Regions from separate parts of the Mus musculus genome. Here region 1 is linked to region 2. A link is a contact called in public HiChIP or PLAC-seq data. All regions are on one chromosome and are shown on one strand. Each heading gives the region's core, a stretch centred on a gene start, on an enhancer-like site or on the middle of the called end of the contact. The rest is flanking DNA. Distances are from core to core; before and after follow the strand shown. Region 1 holds the start of Stard9 (START domain containing 9). Region 2 overlaps Tmem87a (transmembrane protein 87A).

What was found. HiChIP or PLAC-seq counts read pairs in DNA pulled down with a chosen protein or histone mark.
Region 1: a contact with region 2 is called in an H3K27ac HiChIP or PLAC-seq map of microglia, with 6 times the contacts expected there. The contact joins the promoter of Stard9 here to the enhancer-like site in region 2. A contact is called at or near these places in 1 of 39 promoter capture datasets (hippocampal neurons) and 2 of 115 datasets of contacts at active chromatin or transcription factors (microglia and neural tube).

Annotation. Positions count from the first base shown.
Region 1 is chr2:120,624,990-120,631,592 of GRCm38.p6, reverse strand. It overlaps Stard9 (START domain containing 9), which reads right to left and starts at 2,472. Exons shown (of 33, transcript NM_001370940.1): 1 at 2,323-2,472; 2 at 101-170. The coding sequence starts at 2,369.
Region 2 is chr2:120,359,340-120,365,964 of GRCm38.p6, reverse strand. It overlaps Tmem87a (transmembrane protein 87A), which reads left to right. Exons shown (of 20, transcript NM_001110496.1): 16 at 2,530-2,603; 17 at 3,025-3,086; 18 at 5,871-5,926; 19 at 6,401-6,431. Among named protein-coding and RNA genes, the nearest start is that of Vps39, 9.5 kb to the right of the region's middle. Within about 2 kb of position 3,089, at least 13 of the 459 cell types and tissues checked have an H3K27ac peak or open chromatin away from gene starts, as enhancers often do. A contact at or near this core is called in microglia, where this site is marked.

The sequences.
Region 1 (6,603 bases), core at 1,223-3,722, 270 kb before region 2:
CCATCTCCTGCTCTTTCATATACTAGACATATTCACCCCAAGAGGCCACCTAATTATAATAGTTCTTAATTTAAAAAAAAAACAGATATTTCAGGCTTACCTTTACATTCCTGATTTTTGCCACTTTGTCATCAACTTCCACAATAATTCTTCCCCCTTCTTTGGTCTCCCTAAGAAATAAGAACAGAATTTAAATGAGAAAAAAAAAACCCTTTTTGTTTTGTTTTCTGAGACTGATTCTCACATATCCTAAGAACCCTAAAAAAAAGTGGGGGAAATGAATGCATGGTGTGAAAGGCACAGGAGAGTGGGGGCAGAGCACAGACCAGGCAGGTGCTCTTCAGCAGTGAGTGAGTCTGGATAGACAAGGACAGCATCTCACAGTGACAGACAGCTGAGGTCAAGGCTAGGGCTTCAAAACCACTTCTGTGCTGTTATTTTATTCAAGGTCATCTCTAGCCCTATAGAACAAAGGAGTAATTTTGAGCATCTCAGAAAGGAGCAGGATGGTGCGGCGAGTCAAATCCTGCTTTTTAGAACTTAAACAAGACAATGTTCTCATTTGGAAAAAATAATGTTAGCTTTGGCTAGGTGACTTTAATGGTTCCTTCACACATACAGTTATCAGTGCTGATGACTTATTTGAATATTAGCACAGACTACATAATCAGCAGATTCCACACATGCAAAACAACCTCAATGAGCAGCGGGTACTACCACTATCTCTGCAGACTTCTGTGGGAATTGAAGAATGGTCTGCTCTGACTTCTTGGCTGAGATTGCACTGAGTGCTTACATAACTACCTCTGAATCTATGGTCCTTGTGAACCGGGAGCCTGCTAAACTCTGCTCACTCCTGGAGATCAGTGGGCTTGACAGTCTACCACTTACTCTCAAGGCCCCACACTGGTGCTGAAAGTAAGTTTCCTGGTTGTTTTTCATTGTTGTTGGATGAGATACATTATTCTTAGCAGTGACTGCAAATATCAACAGCATTTTCCTAATCTAATCCATGCTATTTGAAATTGCTGGTTTCCAAGGAACTAAACAGTTAAGAGTAAGTGGTCAATGTTGCTATCCTACAAATCCTAAAAGACAGTTTGGAAAGGACCTCCTCCTAGACAGCAGCTACTCCCAGGAGGCCCCCAGCCCTGAGTCACCACAGGCAGTGATATAAAGCCAGATGTTTAAAAAGTCATTTACCAATCAAAACACAGCAATTTGGGGTACACTCTTTTGTGTTCCTCCTATCTCACTGCTCTCATTCGGTCTAAACTTTTAAAAGCAGATGGCCTCTAAAAGGACAAACCTAACCCATACAGAACCATTTTCGTCATAGGAGACAATGCCCTTTTTGACCTCTGTTCCCATTTACCAAGGTATCTTGTGTACTGGACAGTTAAAAAAAACCTGCTAATTCCAATACATGTCATCTGGTCTAGACCCACACTCTGCCAGTTTTATCACCCATCACTCTTCCGCTTCAACCCAAGCAGGTGTCCAAGGCTTCCATCTACACCCTAAGAGCAGAGATTTGCTCTTTCTTCCTGTTCTTGGAGGACTCTGCACTTCTTCTCCTTACTTGTCAGAAAACTCAAAGATCATTCACAACAGCTCTTTGACACCAACTTTTGTGCAAAGCATTCTCTGACTTCCCAAGTGAGAGGAAAAGAGGATGAAGTGTGCAGCTTCACACTGGATGCCTCAAGGGCTGAGGGGTGCAGAATCAGGCTCCTACACAAGGAACTAGCTAGCATGGAGGACACCAAGAAGAGATGTCTGGAGAAACTTCCCCTATGTCACAGTTCAGTCTTTAAATCACACCAACTACTGAGCACAGGTTGAGAGTGTACTTTCTCTGGGCCTTTATTTTCCTTCCATATCCTGATAATTCTTTTTCCTATGTCCTCTTGGAGCAATCCCATGTGTATATACGGACACAACAGCCTCCAGTCCTCACTTGGGTACTCCCAGAACACCAAAAGTAGTGGAGTCTGCCCATCCTTTTGTACTTCCTCACGTCATGCTCCGTGAGAAAGGCCCTACTACGTGCACCAAGACCCAAGCCAGGGTCCCTAGAAACTAGTTGGCAGGTCACCAAGGACATGCACACAGGGCAGCGACTCCTGGAGCCACACAAGAACTGCTATCTCCTAGGACGCGAAGCCCTGTCCCTCCAGGCCTTCTGGACCCTGAGCCTCCATGACAATCTGTGTCTGATTTTTTTTTTTTCTCCACGCCAGTCCACCCTGAGGAAGGCAGGGACCTCGCACTCCTCTCAGCTCACTTGACCCCTCAGGCGCCCCCTCCTGACAGACTCACCGCTTGCTGAGAGGCCGGACCCTCACGGCCACCTGCACATTCGCCATCCCTCCGCCACAACCCAAGACCCACACAGCGGTCCGGCGGAAGCATCCCTGGCCGGCGTCCAGCGAACAGACCCAGCCACAGGCACTGCAAGAGCCACAGACTGCCCCGCCCGTCCCACGCGCCTCCCGACCGCAGCCCAAGCCTCGCCCTAGGGGGCGGGGCCCACTAGGTATCAACCAATCCTGAGACAGATGGGGGTGGGCCTCCTTGCCTTGCTCCACCCTCTCACTTCTCTGGACGCTCCCGCCCGAGTGCAAGGAAACGCCAGACAGGGGCGGGGCCTGCGGAGCCTTAGCCAATCCTGAGGCAGGTGGGCTGAGCAACCTGGTCTCGTTCTACCCCTCGCACCGCTGACTGTCCTACGCAAGCTGTAGTATCTCTTTTGTTCTAAAATCTGGTGACTGAATTTCTGGTTAATACTTGAAAGTTCATGAAGGAAATTAGTAATTTTATTTTTTACCCTATTGGTCTGCTATGTCAAAACTGCGGCTAAATTTTAAGGTCAAAAATAAAGTGGAGCCTATCGTAGAGGCTGAGGCAAGAATATTTTGAATTCAAGGTTAGCCTACATGGTGAGTTGAAGTCAGCCTGGAGTTCAGCGTGAAGTCCCGTCTCAAAACAACAACAATGAAATGAGAAAAACAAATGATTTTGTAATTCTAAGGTGCGTTTAAATGAAGAGGCTTGGGGCTGGTGAGATGGCTCAGTGAGTAAGAGCACCCGACTGCTCTTTCGAAGGTCTGGAGTTCAAATCCCAGCAACTACATGGTGGCTCACAACCATCCGTAACAAGATCTGACTCCTTCTTCTGGAGTGTCTGAAGACAGCTACAGTGTACTTACATATAATAAATAAATAAATCTTAAAAAAAAAAAAAAAAAAGGTGTGGGCTGTCATGCCCAGCCTAAAAAAAAAAAAAAAAAAAAATGAAGAGGCTTTTTTTTTCTTCTTTCTTTCTTTTTTTTTTTTCCTAACTTACTGACAAATTTCTCTCGGTTGCCCTGTAACTTCACTACCACCCTAAGCAGTATTTATAGTACATACAGAGCAAATGCTGTCTGATCAGAGCTGGTTTATTCAAATAAGAAATAGCTATTTATAGCTGTAAAGCCTGAAGCCCAGCTCTGAGACCTGGGGTGCTGATGAACACTTAACAATTCCAACACTGGGGAGTTCCAAGACCTCCACACAGGAAGCTCCCATGTCTCACAACAGCAAAAACAGAAACAAGGGTCCGTTTCTGATGGTGACAAATTTGTGTCCACTGAAGACTACTAAATCGTCAAACATCATGATTAGAGAGAGGTGGGGTAGGGTTAGCCATTGTATTATTAATATTAGGGTTAGAGTTTATATAAGCTGGAGAGTGGTTCTGCAAGCCTTTATTTAATCTTAGCAATTGGGAGGCAGAGGCGGGTGGATCTCTGTGAGTTCAAGGCCAGACTGGTCTACAGAGTGAGTTCCAGGACAGCCAGGGCTACACAGAGAAACCCTGTCTCAAAGAAAGAAAGAGAGGAAGGAAGGAAAGAAAGAAAGAGAGGAAGGAAGGAAGGAAGGAAGGGAGGGAGGGAGGGAGGGAGGGAGGGAGGGAGGGAGGGAGGGAGGGAGGGAGGGAGAGAGAGAGAGAGAGAGAGAGAGAGAGACTCACACAAAACCAAGACAAACAAGAAACACACAGACCAAAAAACAAAAAACCCCAAGTCACTTCCTTCATGAGAATTAGGATCTTATGGAAAAGGAAATAACTATCTAAATGTGTATAACATTGTGCCAGACACAAAATGCAAAGAAAAATAAAAGGGAATAAAAGAGAGTAACAGTGTTAGGTGGTTAAAGAGAAAGTTAAGAAAGTCACTACTTTATATAGACTCTTAAAGGAAGTCCTCACTGATACCAGTGACACCCCACTATATTTGAGGAAAGTAAGGCTGGGAAGTTTTTCAGAGACTATTAGTTCATAGAATTTCCTACGTCAGCCTCTATTAAGGCAGACACTGTTCTAAGCAATCAGAACACACCTGTCTGGTGAAACCTCTGACCTCATAGAACTGGGAGTAGACTAACAGGTAAAAACAGTTTTAAAAAATGTTTAGCCATGCAGCAAATTAAAATTTAAAAGTATGTTTTAAAAAGCAAGAACGGGGCTGGTGAGATGACTCAGCAGGTAAGGGCACTGACTGCTCTTCGGAAGGTGCTGAGTTTAAATCCCAGCAACCACATGGTGACTCACAACCATCCGAAATGAGATCTGACACCCTCTTCTGGTGTGTCTAAAGATAGCTACAATGTACTAGCATATAATAATAATAAATCTTTGGGCCGGAGAGAGCAGAGGGCCTGAGTTCAATGCTCAGCAACCACATGATGGTTCATAACAATGTACTCACATACATAAAATAAATAAACAAATCTTTAAAAAAGAACAAAACTAGTTGTAAAGAGAACAGAATCATGGAGCCCGAGATTGGAGGGCTGTGTAATCAGAGTCCTGTGTATAATCAGAGTCCTGCTTCAGTTGAGGCAGGAGAATTTTGAGTTCCATGCTAACCTGGACCACATATCAAGACCTGGTATCAAAACAAAACAAAACAAAACAAAACAAACAAACAACAAAACAAAAGCCATGCTGTGTGTGAAAGGACAGACACAGGGAGCAGGTCAGTGTAAGACCCCATGCTTGTAAGACAGTCTTCGTAGGGGTAGACCGAGGTGCAGAGCCAGGATCATGGAGTTAATATGAAGCCACAGTGGCTTCTTGGTTTTATTCAGTGGATTGGGAAACATAGGAAAGTTTTGGAGAAAGTAAAATTATTTGACTTGCATGTTCTAATTTTCAAAATGGTGTGTGTGTGTGGGGGGTCACCATCTTTGGGAGTTCAGATCATTCCAGCTGGACTTGACTATTTGCATCCCCTTATGGAAGGCAGGGGAGTTCGTGGGATCAGCAGCTGGGTATTCAGCCATTCTAAACCACATCTCGCATGTAATTCTGCCCTAATAGCACTTAACGCGGGAGGAGTTAGAGCACATAGACCAGGGGAAGGGAGAAAGAGGGCTGCCTTCTATCTGTGCAGCTATGGGAAAGAGGGCTGCCTTCTATCTGTGCAGCTATGGGAAAGAGGACTGCCTTCTATCTGTGCAGCTATGGGAAAGAGGGCTGCCTTCTATCTGTGCAGCTATGGGAAAGCCTTCATCCCTGCTGGCAAAGACTGCCTTTTGGGGAGAAGAGCACCCACAATCCCATAAGTAACCCCTTACCCATGTTCTGTAAGGAAGCCCAATAAACTTATAAGCACCCCCAGAGCGAACCCACACTCTGTTTATTGTTGGAACCTTAGGAAGAAGAATAGATATTGCTTATTGCTTATGTCATTCTCTGAGAAGGAATTTTAGCAACAAAAGACAACTTGGCAGTCATGTGGGTATCTGGTATCAAACTCAGTCTTGCAGGTTTGCATGATTCTTCACGGGCGGAGCAGGACCCTGATTTCTACCTTTAAAGGATTACTCCGCCTGGTGTGAAGACTAGTCTGAGAAGTGAGGCCTGTAGAGCCCAGAGCCCAGTCAGGAGGCTGCTTTAGCTCTCTGGTGGCAGAACCAGAGCGTTGAGTCATGTAGGCTCCTTTTACTTTTACTTTTTCTCTTTCTTTTTCTTTTTCTTCCTTTTTATTTTATTTTATTTTATTTTTTTCAAGACAGGGTTTCTCTGTATAGCCCTGGCTGTCCTGGAACTCACTTTGTAGACCAGGCTGGCCTCGAACTCAGAAATCTGCCTGCCTCTGCCTCCCGAGTGCTAGGATTAAAGGCGTGTGCCACCACTGCCCAGCTGGGCTCCTTTTTCTTATCCATTTGAAAGCACCAATAGAATGGTGTACTAGATAGTTGGTTTACAATTTAGACTCATTTGGAGCCCCAGGCTCCTGGATAGGTTCTCTATTCATGCTGATTTGCAATGAAAACTGCTGCTGAAATAATATTTCTATTGTCAGCATGACATAATTGGAACATTTAAATTTTTTAAATTATTTCACTCGAGGCTAGAGATGTAGCTCAATTGGTCAAATGTATGCCTAGCACTCACAAAGTCCCAGGGTGACAGGAACTGGGTGCAGTAGCACACACTTGTTATCCTGGCATTAGTAAGAGTCAGCAAATCCCAGGCCAGCCTGGGCTATATGAGATCTTGCCTTGTCTTAAAAACAAACAAACAAACAAACACCAAAACAATACAAC
Region 2 (6,625 bases), core at 1,840-4,339:
ATAATTGTGCATACTCTGTAGTATAAAAATAATGTGGCTACTAGTAAACCCATTTCTTCCTTAGGCAGCCTTTTGGCATAATTGTTACACCTTAAGGACTCTTTAACTCACCTCTAGTCGCATTGGTTATCAAAATCTATGTTATAATTAGATTTTGTAGTATCTTGTATTAAACTATGGTTATGCTAGATTTAAGGTAGTTGCTCTCCTTTTTGGGTGGTAGTACTACGGGTTGAACCTAGAGCCTTATGTAGTCTTCCTTGGCGATAATCTCTGCTTTACTTTTCATTCTTAAATTGTTATGTGGGCTTGACCTTATTTGTTAACATTAAGTAGTGTCTGTGAGAGGAGACCTCTGTCTTACTCTGACTTCAGATGCTTTTCAAACACCAGCTGTGATCTTTACCAGTTAAGTTAGCCACGAGAGATTTGAAACAAATGAAAATGTTATTGTAGATAACAATAAAGTGTGAAGTGCCGAGTGAGGTCAAGCCTTCTGGGGCAGCCAAGTCCCATGGCAGTACTGAGGGGAAGGTATCCACGGGAAGGTTGACTAGGCCTTAGCCATCTCATGTGCAGACTGAGATTTTTTTTTTTTTTTTTTTAATAGGATGTTCAAGTAGGCTTCATTTTAGGGATTTAGGTATGGATCATTATAGGAACATCCACCAACTCAATCCAAAACAAAAAACAAACAAACAAACAAACAAACAAAAAAAACACTGAAAAAAAAACACTGAATAAAAAAAACCCATTATCATCTTATTGGATGCTGAAAAACCCTACACAACTTCTTGTTAAATGTCCTCCAGAGTAGAAGGATACAAGATACATTCCCAAGCATAATAAAAGCAATAAACACCAAGCCAATTGACAGCATCAAATCAATAAGCAACAGGATACATAAAGGGGGTCAAGGGAATGCAAATGGGAAAGAAGAAGTCAAAGGAGAGTATCTGTAAGTGATGCCAGAGGGTCTACCATGCTGGTCTCTTTATAACCACTGCTAATTTTTTTTTTTTAATTTATTACGTATTTTCCTCAATGACATTTCCAATGCTATCCCAAAAGTCCCCCAACCCCCCCCCCCCACTTCCCTAGCCACCCATTCCCATTTTTTTGGCCCTGGCGTTCCCCTGTACTGGGGCATATAAAGTTTGTGTGTCCGATGGGCCTCTCTTTCCAGTGATGGCCGACTAGGCCATCTTTTGATACATATGTAGCTAGAATCAAGAGCTCTGGAGTACTGGTTAGTTCATAATGTTGCACCTACAGGGTTGCAGATCTCTTTAGCTCCTTGGATACTTACTTTAGCTCCTCCATTGGGGGCCCTGTGATCCATCCAATAGCTGACTGTGAGCATCCACTTATGTGTTTGCTAGGCCCCTGCCTAGTCTCACAAGAGACAGCTATATCTGGGTCCTTTCAGCAAAATCTTGCTAGTGTATGCAGTGGTGTCAGTGTTTGGAAGCTGATTATGGGGTGAATCCCTAGATAAGGCAGTCTCTAGATGGTCCATCCTTTTGTCTCAGCTCCAAACTTTGTCTCTATAACTCCTTCCATGGGTGTTTTGTTCCCAATTCTAAGAAGGGGTACAGTGTCCACACTTTGGTCTTCATTCTTCTAGAGTTTCATGCATTTGGCAAATTGTATCTTATATCTTGGGTATACTAAGTTTTGGGCTAATATCCACTTATCAGTGAGTACATATTGTGTGAGTTCCTTTGTGACTGAGTTACCTCGCTCAGGATGATGCCCTGCAGGTCCATCCATTTGCCTAGGAATTTCATAAATTCATTTTTTTTAATAGCTGAGTAGTACTCCATTGTGTAAATGTACCACATTTTCTGTATCCATTCCTCTGTTGAGGGGCATCTGGGTTCTTTCCAGCTTCTGGCTATTATAAATAAGGCTGCTATGAACATAGTGGAGCATGTGTCCTCAGACTGAGATTTTAAAATACCTACAGCATTTAAAGTTAGGCCTTGGCTTTTGGTTTTTGGTTGTTGTTTGGTTGGTTTTTTTTTTTTTTTAACTCGAAGGCCACAGTTTTAAATTAGAGTTATTTTCTTTTGTGTGATATTTGTCTTTGAAATATATCAGGTGTTGTTTTAAGTACTTCATAGTGAGTTGATTTTGTGGAGGTTTTTATTGTTTAATAAAAGACAGGGTCTGTGTCATCCAGACTAGACTGGCTTTGAACTCGTATTCAGCCTCCGCCTCCGCCGCCTCCCTCTTGCTGGGTCACAACTGGGCCGCTCACCCTGCTTGACTCTACTTCTTGGAAAATACTACGGAGTGTTCTGACTGTTGTTCTCTTGTCTCCATTTGTACATGAGGACATTAAGTAACTTGTCTAAAGTCACAGTAGTGTGTGGCCCGAGCTGTCCTGCTACTCGGCTGGTGATACAGGCATTTAAGGACTTCGTGAAAGGGAGGAAGCATTGCAATTGCACTTCCAACAGAAGTTCTGTGATGTTCCAAGAGAGACTGCTCCCTTGTGGACTCCTTCTGTTCCTGTTTTGTCAGGTTTGCCTTCTCACCGTTGTCAGAGGAAGATGAGGAGGATGAGCAGAAGGAGCCGATGCTGAAGGAAAGCTTTGGTGAGCTTTGAAGAAAACTCACTGTTCTGATTTGTGCTTCTAGTATTTTTTTTCCAAGAAAATAATTTTAAAAGAAAAAAAAACCCCAAAAACCATGAGTTAATCTGTTTGGTAAAGTTAGGATGAGGAGAGAATAGCAAGGTTTAAAGATGAACCATAGCTGGACCGTTTGATCCTTTAATACCTTTAATCCCAGCACTCGGGAGGCAGAGGCAGGTGGATTTCTGAGTTCGAGGCCAGCCTGGTCTACAGAGTGAGTTCCAGGACAGCCAGGGTTACACAGAAAAACCCTGTCTCGGAAAACAAAACAAAACTTCAGACAGTAAGCTTAAATCTCTGAATATGTTTTTGCTTTTGTTGCCAGTGTGAGGAGAGTTCACCAATCTATGAGGGGATTGTTGTTTTTTCTTTCCTTTTGCAGAAGGAATGAAAATGAGAAGTACCAAGCAGGAACCAAATGGGACTAGTAAAGTAAACAAAGCAGTAAGTGGGCGCTTCCCTTCCTTCCTGGTCTTGGCCTGGGCTGCGGCCCACAGTGGAACCTAGCATGGCAGTGAATTAGGCCTGAATGATGATTTTAGTAATACTACATTTCTGTGTTCCTGCACATGGATGTGAGTGGAGTAGGCTATGTGCTGTGCCTGTGTGCAGGTCAGGCGACAACTTTCAAGAGTTGACTCTCCGCTTGCCACCATGTGAGTTCTAGGGATTGAATCCAGATCTTCCAGCTTGGCAGCAGCCCCCTTGCTGCCCTGCATTTACCTTTACCACACCTGTACTTACCCAAAGCAGTTACTGTAATCACTAGCAAGACTCTAATGACACTTTTCACAATCTTTTTAAAAAGCGACTGCAGTATTTGTAAGAACCCACAAAAGTAAAAGTAAAACACCTAAGTAGTTGAAGTGTTCTTGAGAAAAAGAACAAAGCAAAAGACATCACACTAATTTGGCTTCAAAATGTGGCACAGTGGGACTGAGGAGGCGGCTTTCCTCTGTGGGTAAAGCATCTCTGTGTAAGCATATAAGGGCCTGAGTACAGATACCCAGGCCCAGCATCAAATGCCCCAGGTACCATGTGTAACCAAGATTTGGGAGGTAGAGAAAGGAACATCCTTAGTGTTTGCTGGTCAGCCCATCTAGATAATAAGAGTTCTCCAGAGTCAGTGAGAAAACTTGTCTCAGAAAGTAAGGTGGGTGTAAGATGGCTCAGTGATTAAACACTTGTGCTGCCAAGCCTAATGGCCTGAGTTTTAGTAGAGAACTGGCTCCCCTAGATTTTTCACACAACTATAAATGAATAAATAAATTTTTTAAAAGGAAGTGAAGAATGATTGAGAAAGGCAAATGCTTATATCTAGCCTGAGTGCACATATACTCGTACATACCTGCATGTAATGAACACATAGATACTTATATGTACACAAAGTATTCCACAGAGAGCTAGAGCCACAGTTCACAGTAGAGGATGCCCAACATGAGTCTCAGGTATAAATCACAGCATAACTAAATCCAACCTCTAGAGCCATTGTAATCAACTGTGAACCAGCTGGACATAGTAGAGAGCCCAAAGGGTAAACTTACATACTTCTGGTCACCTGAATTTTGACAGAGGTACTAAGGTCACATAATAGGAAAAGGAAAGTTTTTTGTTTTCCAATCAGTAGTGTTGAAGAAACTGGATTTCTATTCAAAATGAGTTAGAGGCTGTAGGACTATAGTTCAATTGTAGAATACCAGCCTCACATGAATGAGGCCCTAGGTTCAATCCCTAGTACTGTAAGTAGGGTGATTGTAGGGGTTGCTGATTAAGGTCTTAAATGTAAGGCCTGAAACTGTAAAACTCAGAGAAGAAAACCAGAGAGACACTGCATCATACTGTTCTGCATAGAGCTTTTAAAATTTGTATCAAGCAGTCCAGGCCTCAGTCAACAATAAGAGTCATCATACAGAGTTGCCTCAAACCAAAAAGGTGCTGTATGGCAGAGCAGTCAGCAGGAGTGAGTAGACAACTACCTCATGAGAAAAAACATGGCTAATATGTATAAGGAACTCAAAATAAGTCAGTAGCAGAAAAACATGCTGATTCAAAAGGGGTCTTCAATAGAAATCCTCACAGGACGTCATTACAAATGTAATGTATTTTAAAAATGCTCACCACAGATAATCAAGAAATGCAAAATAAATCCACAATGAGGTGTCTGTCCCCTCTGTACCCTGCTCAGTATGGGTTAGTGAGAAATCAAAGTGAAGCTGCTTATTCTGTTACCCCGTAATCCTGATATTGGGCATGCAAGTCTGTGTGTGGAAAAGATGCCTGCATTTCCAGGCCAACTGTTGCAGCCTCAATAGCAAAGATACTTCAGTTAAATTTTACTCAATGACCTGGGTATGATTGAGCCTTTAATTCCAGCACACAGGAATCAGAGGCAGGCAAATCTCTCAGTTAAAGGCCAGCTAGCCAGGGTTACACAGAGAAACCCCATGTTTAAAATCCTGACATTTTTAGGAACTGGTAAACTAGGAGACAGTTTCTTAAATATGCCAAGCCCAGAAAAACAATTGTTGCATGATCTCTTATTTGTGAACTGTAGTAATGTTGAAGTCACAGGAAAAGACTAAGTGGTAGTTAGGATGGGGGCTTGTAGGCATAATGTTACTGTGCACTGTGTAAAGATCATCCGTGTGTTATTCAAACATTGAGTTCTGAGAATCTCCTGTCTCAATGTTGGGTAAACATTGCTCTCCAATTATTCCCTGTGATTGGTCAATAAAGAGCTGAGCATCCAATGACTGATCAGGGAAGAGAAATGGCTGGACTTTCTCCCAGCCAGGGGAGAGGACAGGAAGGGAGATGGTCCAGGAGACATCATGAGAAAACAAGTGGAACAGAAAAAGCTATAGAATGCAAATATCTCAGGAATTATTAGAAGATTCAGATAGATTAATACTGGTCCGTTGTTGGGCCTTAAAGCTGTTAAATGAATAAAACAGTCCAGTCTCCATTATTTGGGAACTAGCCAGGTTAAGAGAACACTGTAACATTTATAAATTAACACTAATGGGATACTAGGGAGATGTTAGCCAAAGGTATTTGAAGAAGAGAGTTGAATAGAATTTTCTGTCAGCCTCATTTGTTATGTATGTGTGCTATGGAGGATAACGAAAGGCTGCTAAAAGAATAAAGGTCTTAGGAGTTCAGATCTATTCTCGAGACAAATTATTTATTGGTATGTTTTAGTAATAGCTGATATGTATATGTTCCCAGCAGGAAGATGATTTGAAATGGGTAGAAGAAAATGTCCCTTCTTCTGTGACTGATGTGTAAGTTTTTGAATTATTACCTTAAGAATCCTGTTTCGGTGTTAGTATTACTTTATTATTGTTTTCAGTGGGAAACTGAGGAGAAGTGTGGTGAGAATATGAAGTATCAAGGAATGGTTAAAATATTAGGAGCAACATAAAACCAAAAATAATTAGGACTACTCACTTGCATGATATTTCTGTTTAGAATGATTTAGCTCTAGGTCAGTCTAAAGTCCATTGGCTAGTTCTTTTTAAATTTCTGAATTCCTTCCTGGATCTTTAATGTTAATGAGACATTGACCCCGCCACTCTGTGGGGTATGTTTTACTCTTTCTTTATAACTTGAATAATTCTGATTATTTTTTAATTTGTTTGTATCTTAAAAGAGATACAAATCTTAGCTAAGTTGTAAAAAAGCTTTAAGTTTCGCTCGTTATCTATTGTCCTTCATGAACAGTTTGTGACCTTATTTAATATCATGTTTCTCTGCAGAGCACTTCCGGCCTTGCTGGACTCAGACGAGGTTAGTGATCAAATCATGGACTTTATCTCATTTGATCTGGTAACTAAATAGCCACTCATGAATTCCCCATTGACGAAGAATCTTGACTGCCCAACAACTGACCAGTGTGGACTGGTTTGGCTGAAAAAGACAGGAATGGGCATACAAAGATTCCTTTCTGTATATCTTTGTGTACATAGTCTCTTTTCCAGAGT